Linked DNA regions of Mus musculus: region 2 is linked to region 1. Evidence: chromatin contacts called from public ChIA-PET data. All regions are on one chromosome and are shown on one strand. Each heading gives the region's core, a stretch centred on a gene start, on an enhancer-like site or on the middle of the called end of the contact. The rest is flanking DNA. Distances are from core to core; before and after follow the strand shown. Region 1 holds the start of Khk (ketohexokinase). Region 2 has its middle 35 kb from the start of Slc5a6.

Region 1 (3,158 bases), core at 484-2,983:
GCATCACATTCCACACCTAACACCCAGAGCAGTGCAAGAGAGCAGATGTTGGGTGAGGGCATGGTGAGAGATGTCCTATTCACTGTGGTCCCTTTCTTCCAACAGGTCCTCAAGGGGAGCAGGGTAAGTCGTTAGACTCTGGAAGGGGCCAGGAGCTTGGGCCTGGAAGACTATAGTCCTCAGGCAGCCTGGGCAGCAGGGATGGGGACTGGAGTTTATTTATGAGCATCCATGCTAACACTATCTCTATTCAGGAGCGGAGGGAGCACCAGCAGCCCCTGTGCCTAGGGTAGCATTTTCAGCTGCCCTGAGTTTGCCACGGTCAGAACCTGGCACAGTCCCCTTCGACAGAGTCTTGCTCAATGATGGAGGCTACTATGACCCAGAGACAGGTAACTAAAAGGCCGACGGGTGGCCTAGTGAGGTAACGGGTGAAGCTGAGCAGTACTAATGCCTCCTTCACACCTCTGCAGACAAGTACAGCTTTTCACTTGTAATTACAAAGACCTCTATTCTTTCCATGCACTCACACCACAGTTAGGCAAAGAGAGAGTGGGGGAGGGGAGGAGACATCCACACCACACGGATCTTTACTGGGACAGACTCCAGCACACACTCTGCAGCAACTGCTGGAGATGCAGCAGGGGATTCCTACAGTGTACAGTTAGTGGAATAGCAGGGAAAGGACGGGTGGGCCACTCCACAGCCAGGAGTGCTGTACCCACTCTCCGAGAGACCTTCCTTGTCCCAGCCAGCGTCTCCCCTCCTGACTGTCATCCTTGTCTCCAGGTGTATTCACTGCACCACTGGCTGGACGCTATTTGCTGAGCGCTGTACTTACTGGGCACCGGCATGAGAAAGTGGAAGCAGTATTGTCACGCTCCAACCTGGGCGTGGCCCGCATAGACTCGGGAGGCTATGAACCCGAGGGACTGGAGAATAAGCCTGTGGCCGAAAGTCAGCCCAGCCCAGGCGCTCTGGGCGTCTTCAGCCTCATTCTGCCACTGCAGGTCGGAGACACTGTCTGCATCGACCTGGTCATGGGGCAGCTGGCACACTCCGAGGAGCCGCTCACCATCTTCAGCGGAGCCCTGCTCTACGAGGACACAGAGCTTGAACAGGTGTAGACAGGGTGGACCCGACCACCAAACTTATCTACAGGGGCCGCAGAGCCACCTGGATGGTGGCTACCCACCAAGGCAAGGGCAAGTCTGGCGACCACGTCCCGCTGCGGTTCAGGCATCCAAATCGGTCACTCCGTACGTTGTGACTGCGTGGTCTATGGGACCGAGGCATCTCCTCTTGACCTTTGGCCTCATTGCCGTCCCCACCAGAGCCCTCTCCGGGACCCAAGCTGCGGAAGAGGAACCTACCCTCCAGGGCTCTCCCCAGTCCACACCACCGTACTAAACTATTCAGGAATAAAGACACTTTTTTTTTTTCTACAAAACATAGCTATTCTGCTCTAGTACATGTTTGGGGGTAGTTAAGGGACAGGACAGGAGGAAACAGAGTTCTACGGAGGGAACCTAGGCTGGTGATCTTTGGGTGTGCTCCCTACTAAGGGCACCTGCGGACTCAGGGTCACGGCCACCGGTCCCCACAGCGGCCGCTAGGGGGCGCTAGGCCAGAACCACTGCGAAGGCTGGCAGCGTTCCCCGTCACGTGACACCGTTAATCTGGCGCGGGGGGGGGGGGCGGGGCCTCGGCCGGGTGGGCCACCTTGGCGGGGCGAGGGAGAGAACGCTTGCTTCTGTGCTCCGCCTGCGAAGGCGAAGTTTCTGTTGCCAGACTGTGCTAGTCCGGGTGGTCCAGGGTCTGCAGCAGGCGCAGAGGGATCGGAAAGGCGATGCATTACTAGTGCGCTTTCGCTTTGACAGCTGAGGCGGAAAAGTGAGAGGGCCTGCCATTGGCCGGGCTAGGTAACCCACCCTTGCAAAGCAGAAAGCTCCCTGCGGGAGGAGTTCTGCACGCAGAGGAGGAGCCAAGGTAGCCAGTGAGAAGTTGGGACACGGTCCTCCAGTAGATAAGAGGCAGAGCCCAGCAGGAACCCCCTCTGCTTGCGGGTAGGAAGCTTGGGGAGCAGCCTCATGGAAGAGAAGCAGATCCTGTGCGTGGGGCTGGTGGTGCTGGACATCATCAATGTGGTGGACAAATACCCAGAGGAAGACACGGATCGCAGGTAGGGGCGCCCAAGCCCCTCGGAGATCCCAGGGCCGCTGTGGTCCTGTCTTTTTGCGTGTCACTGCTAATCGGCTGCTAAACCAGGGATAGCCCTCTGTCTCCATGTGGTGAGGCCTGAGTTCAGCTTGGCGTTCTCTGTCCCGGGTCCCTAAGGGGTACTCTGTGAGAATGAAGACATGAGACTGGAGACCTTTAAAACCAAGACCCAGGGGGTGTGTTGTTTTGTTTTCGGAGTCTTGCTTTGTAGCCCAAGCTGGCCTAAACTCCTTTAGCCTCCAGAATTAACAAGAGTGCAAACGTATGCCTGAATCAAAACCCAGGCTTTCACTAGTGTGTTGTTGGCTGTTTACCATTTCAATCTGCCGATCATCAAAATCCTCAGTTTACAGAGAGGGCTGTAATGATTTTTTTCCCTCCTGAGCCCTCACACACCTGATAAGGTGCCAGACAAATTTTCCTCACCCCAAACCCCCAGGTCTCCCAACTCCTAGCCTATGCACTTCTAATTTACCGCTTACAGCTAAAATAAAACACCAGGTCGCTAGCAGTGAGTGGTATGTGATGTTAAACTACTCACATTTAAAAGCCTGGCCCTGGCGTTTGAGCCTTGCCTAGCTCAAGGACTGGCCGGCAGTGTAAGCAAAGCTGGAGGCTCTCTGGGTCAGACAGGGAGAAACTTGGCTCCTGAGCCACAGCAGGCTTTCTCCTGGAGCTAAGTGCCAAGAGGGGTCTTTACAAAGGTGGGTAAACATCTTAGTGGATGTTCTCAGAACATTCTCAATTGTCTGGTAGAAGTTAAAGTGTCCTTTGATGGCTCTTATCTTTGCTCTTGATAAAGGCCACTCCAATGTGCTGCTGTGCCGTGAAGGCATTCTGTGGGGTGGCGCACCGGCTTTCTCTTGGCGTGGTCTAGCACCCTGAACAATGAATGTTGTATCTTGGATATTAGTTAAAAGGAAGTTCAAGGTTGACCC
Region 2 (3,158 bases), core at 372-2,871, 91 kb after region 1:
TATATACCCAGCCAGGCTTGGTGGTACATGACTTTAACCCCAGCACTCAGGAGGCAGAAACTTTGAGGCCAGCCTGGTCTACAGAGAGAGTTCTAGGACAGTCTTGGCTGCCTCAAAAAACAACAAACAAACAAACAAAAATATAGATGTGTGTGTGTGTGTATGCACACATCTTAAAGTCAGGTATAAAACATTCTGTAATCTAACAGTGGTCATAGGTCTTATGACATAAAGAGACAATTTACTTACATGTAATATAATTACATAAACATTAAATGAGCGAAATACCTAATAAAAAATGGAAAAAAATAATTACATAAACATGACAACACACTAATGTAAATATCACATTTAACCATTGAGGAGCACATGGTCATATGACCCTTTTATCTCTGAGCTGGCTATGGGCCTCTGGGAAGTGTTTCACTGCATAAGGGAGGCTAGGCTGGGATTTCTTTGGGTCACTTTGAATGATGGCCCCCAGAAGAGCACCTGACACTGGCTGTTTTGCTGACAGCAGTATTACAGGAGTGTGGAAGGAGGAGCCAGGGTGGGGTCAGAAAAAGAAGAGATAATGCCTGAAAGCATCTCTGTGTCTTTGGAAGTCTTCAGAAAACATAGACCAAGAATGATGGTGCATGTCTTTAATCCCAACACTCAGGAGGCAGAGGCAGGAGGATCTCAGTGAGTTTGAGGCCATCCCGGTCTACAGTCTACTTAACAAATTTAGAGACATCCAGGGCTATGTAGAAAAACTGTCTCAGAAAACAGCAACAAATCTAACTCAGGCAGTCCTCAGGGAGCTCACCATGGATGGCGGCTGGGTAGATGGGCTCACTAGTGGTTAGGAGCTCACCATGGATGGCGGCTAGGTAGATGGGCTCACTAGTGGTTAGGAGCTCATCATGGATGGCGGCTGGGTAGATGGACTCACTAGTGGTTAGGAGCTCATCATGGATGGCGGCTGGGTAGATGGACTCACTAGTGGTTAGGAGCTCATCATGGATGGCGGCTGGGTAGATGGGCTCACTAGTGGTTAGGAGCTCATCATGGATGGCGGCTGGGTAGATGGGCTCACTAGTGGTTAGGAGCTCATCATGGATGGCGGCTGGGTAGATGGACTCACTAGTAGTTAGGAGCTGAGAAGCTGCTACTTCCTTTGAGCTAGAAGTCTGGCTGGAGGGACCAGGGTGGAGGGCTGGTGGGCTTCTCTTGAAGCAGGTCCAGCTCATATGGAGGGCAATGACCAATCCAGCATTAGGGGAAGACCTGGCATGGAAGCATTCAGAGGGGAGGTGGGCAGAAGCAATAAGCCACGTACCAGAGCTGGAGGAGTCAGAGAAAGAAAGAGCCTGACTCTCCTTGTCTCAGTTTGCTAGGAAGCAGTTTTACTAGGAAGGAAACACAACCCCTCCACACGCACACGCACACACACACACACACCTAAGATGCACTTGCTTTTCTGGAGTAGTCTTTACTGGATGGTTTTAGAAAGAACCATCTGCAGAGAAGAGAGTGTTTCTGGCACAAAGGAACACGAGTTAACACTAGGAGGGGGATGGGGCCAAGTGTCAGAAAAGAGAATGCAGGGGGTCAGGAAGTGGTTACTCTGTCTTTTTCTCAGTCTGACTTCACAGTCTTATTTCATTGGCTAGTTTTAAAGTGATTGGTGCAGACATGGAGGGAGGGAAAGAGACCATCACATTTCTGCACTACAACAGAGAGTCTCTGAGGATTGAAACCTTTGTGTAACAATCTTTCAAGGAGGAGGAGATAAATTTTTTTTTTTAATGTAAGTACACTGTAGCTGTCTTCAGCCACACTAGCAGAGGGTGTCTGATCTCATTATGGATGGTTCTGAGCCACCATGTAAGATTTGAACTCAGGACCTTCGAAAGAGCAGTCAGTGCTCTTACTTGCTGAGCCATCTTGCCAGCCCTAATTCTTTGTTCTAAACACAAGGTTTCACAGTACTTGATTAGAAAAGGCTCATATTTAATAGTTCAAGCAAATCTCTCCTTATTTTAAACATTCTTCCCTTTAAACTCACAATTTTCTCTTAACAGGGCTTTATGGTACTTGACCGTTCTGCCTCCCTGAAGAGGTAGCCTTGGGGTCATCTAGAAACTAGGTTAAAGATCAGAGCCTCCCCAGACTCTCTGAGCATCTTTGGCATCTGGCAAGGTGTAGAAGGCATGAGGTCTTTGTGCTCACAGATCAGCACTAGGGAAACCAAGAACGTTAGGTGCTCAGCTTGGTTTCTTTAAAGGAAGAGATGTGACCTGTTTTCCACCCAGAAAGCAGGAAGTGGATGTAGTTAATAGCCTGGTGATCTGTGCCTTCTGTAGGGCCAGGCCACACCTAAATTCCCCCAGACCATTTATCCCATACTCATTGACTCTCCCTCCCTAGACTTTATCTTGAGCATTGTTTCTCAGTCCATAGAACCCATGATTAGGGGAGATGTCACATGTACTTTATAGCCTGGTGGCACCTACACTCTGTGTGACTGAGAGCACACCAGATCCTAGGCCCTTAAGCTATAGAATCCATCTTCATGGTAGAGGTCACATGCACTCCATGAAAGAGCTTCGATGTAGTCGTCTTTTAAACTTTTATGCACATGGGATTGGGATAATCATTACCAGAAAAATTTCCCCCTCCCGCCCCCCAAAATTGTGCTGTGCTTAAATATGTCTAAAATAAACTGCCCTAGTCTGGCTCTAGAAGTTCAGACCAGCAGCAGCTAAACTATATTGAACCAGATTTCCTTCTTCTCTAGATCAGTACTCTGCCAGCCCCAGTGTTTGGGATGACCCCCCCCCCAATACCTGGAAATCTATTCTTTGGGTTGCATTTGGGGTCTATACTTTTCAAAACTCAGCTCTAGACAGATGCAAATTCAAAGTGCTAGCCTCCTTTGAAACCTGGGCAGGGACATGGCTAAAAAAGAAAAACTTTTAAGTCCTTTTTAGTAACCAGTAAACATAAGTTAATGAGTCAAGGTTAAAACAAAACAAAAATATAAACAAACACCGTGAGGCCTGGCAGTGGTGGCATACAAGCTTAATCCCAGTACTCAGGAAGCAGAGGCAAGCAGATGTCTGTGAATTTGAAGCCAGCTGGGTCTACAGAATGAATTCCAGGACAGCCAGGGG

What was found. ChIA-PET counts read pairs in DNA pulled down with a chosen protein or histone mark.
Region 2: an RNA polymerase II ChIA-PET map of effector CD8 T cells shows a contact between it and region 1, with 37 read pairs. The contact joins the enhancer-like site here to the promoter of Khk in region 1. A contact is called at or near these places in 5 of 39 promoter capture datasets (the 3T3-L1 cell line, cancer-associated fibroblasts, hippocampal neurons and 1 more), 6 of 15 datasets of contacts at CTCF or cohesin (CD8 T cells, the G1E-ER4 cell line, the NIH/3T3 cell line and 2 more), 165 of 484 Hi-C or Micro-C datasets (the 4T1 cell line, the 63-12 cell line, the AML12 cell line and 94 more), 38 of 115 datasets of contacts at active chromatin or transcription factors (the 230-238 cell line, CD8 T cells, the HPC-7 cell line and 28 more) and 6 of 9 other capture datasets (adipose tissue, embryonic stem cells, embryonic tail and 3 more).

What each region holds. Positions count from the first base shown.
Region 1 is chr5:30,919,826-30,922,983 of GRCm38.p6, forward strand. It overlaps Khk (ketohexokinase), which reads left to right and starts at 1,734. Exons shown (of 9, transcript NM_001310524.1): 1 at 1,734-2,182. The coding sequence starts at 2,091. It overlaps Emilin1 (elastin microfibril interfacer 1), which reads left to right. Exons shown (of 8, transcript NM_133918.2): 6 at 106-123; 7 at 255-392; 8 at 790-1,450. The coding sequence ends at 1,127.
Region 2 is chr5:31,011,345-31,014,502 of GRCm38.p6, forward strand. No RefSeq gene overlaps it. Among named protein-coding and RNA genes, the nearest start is that of Slc5a6, 35 kb to the right of the region's middle. Within about 2 kb of position 1,622, at least 32 of the 459 cell types and tissues checked have an H3K27ac peak or open chromatin away from gene starts, as enhancers often do. A contact at or near this core is called in CD8 T cells, the MNK3 cell line, the P5424 cell line and 10 more, where this site is marked.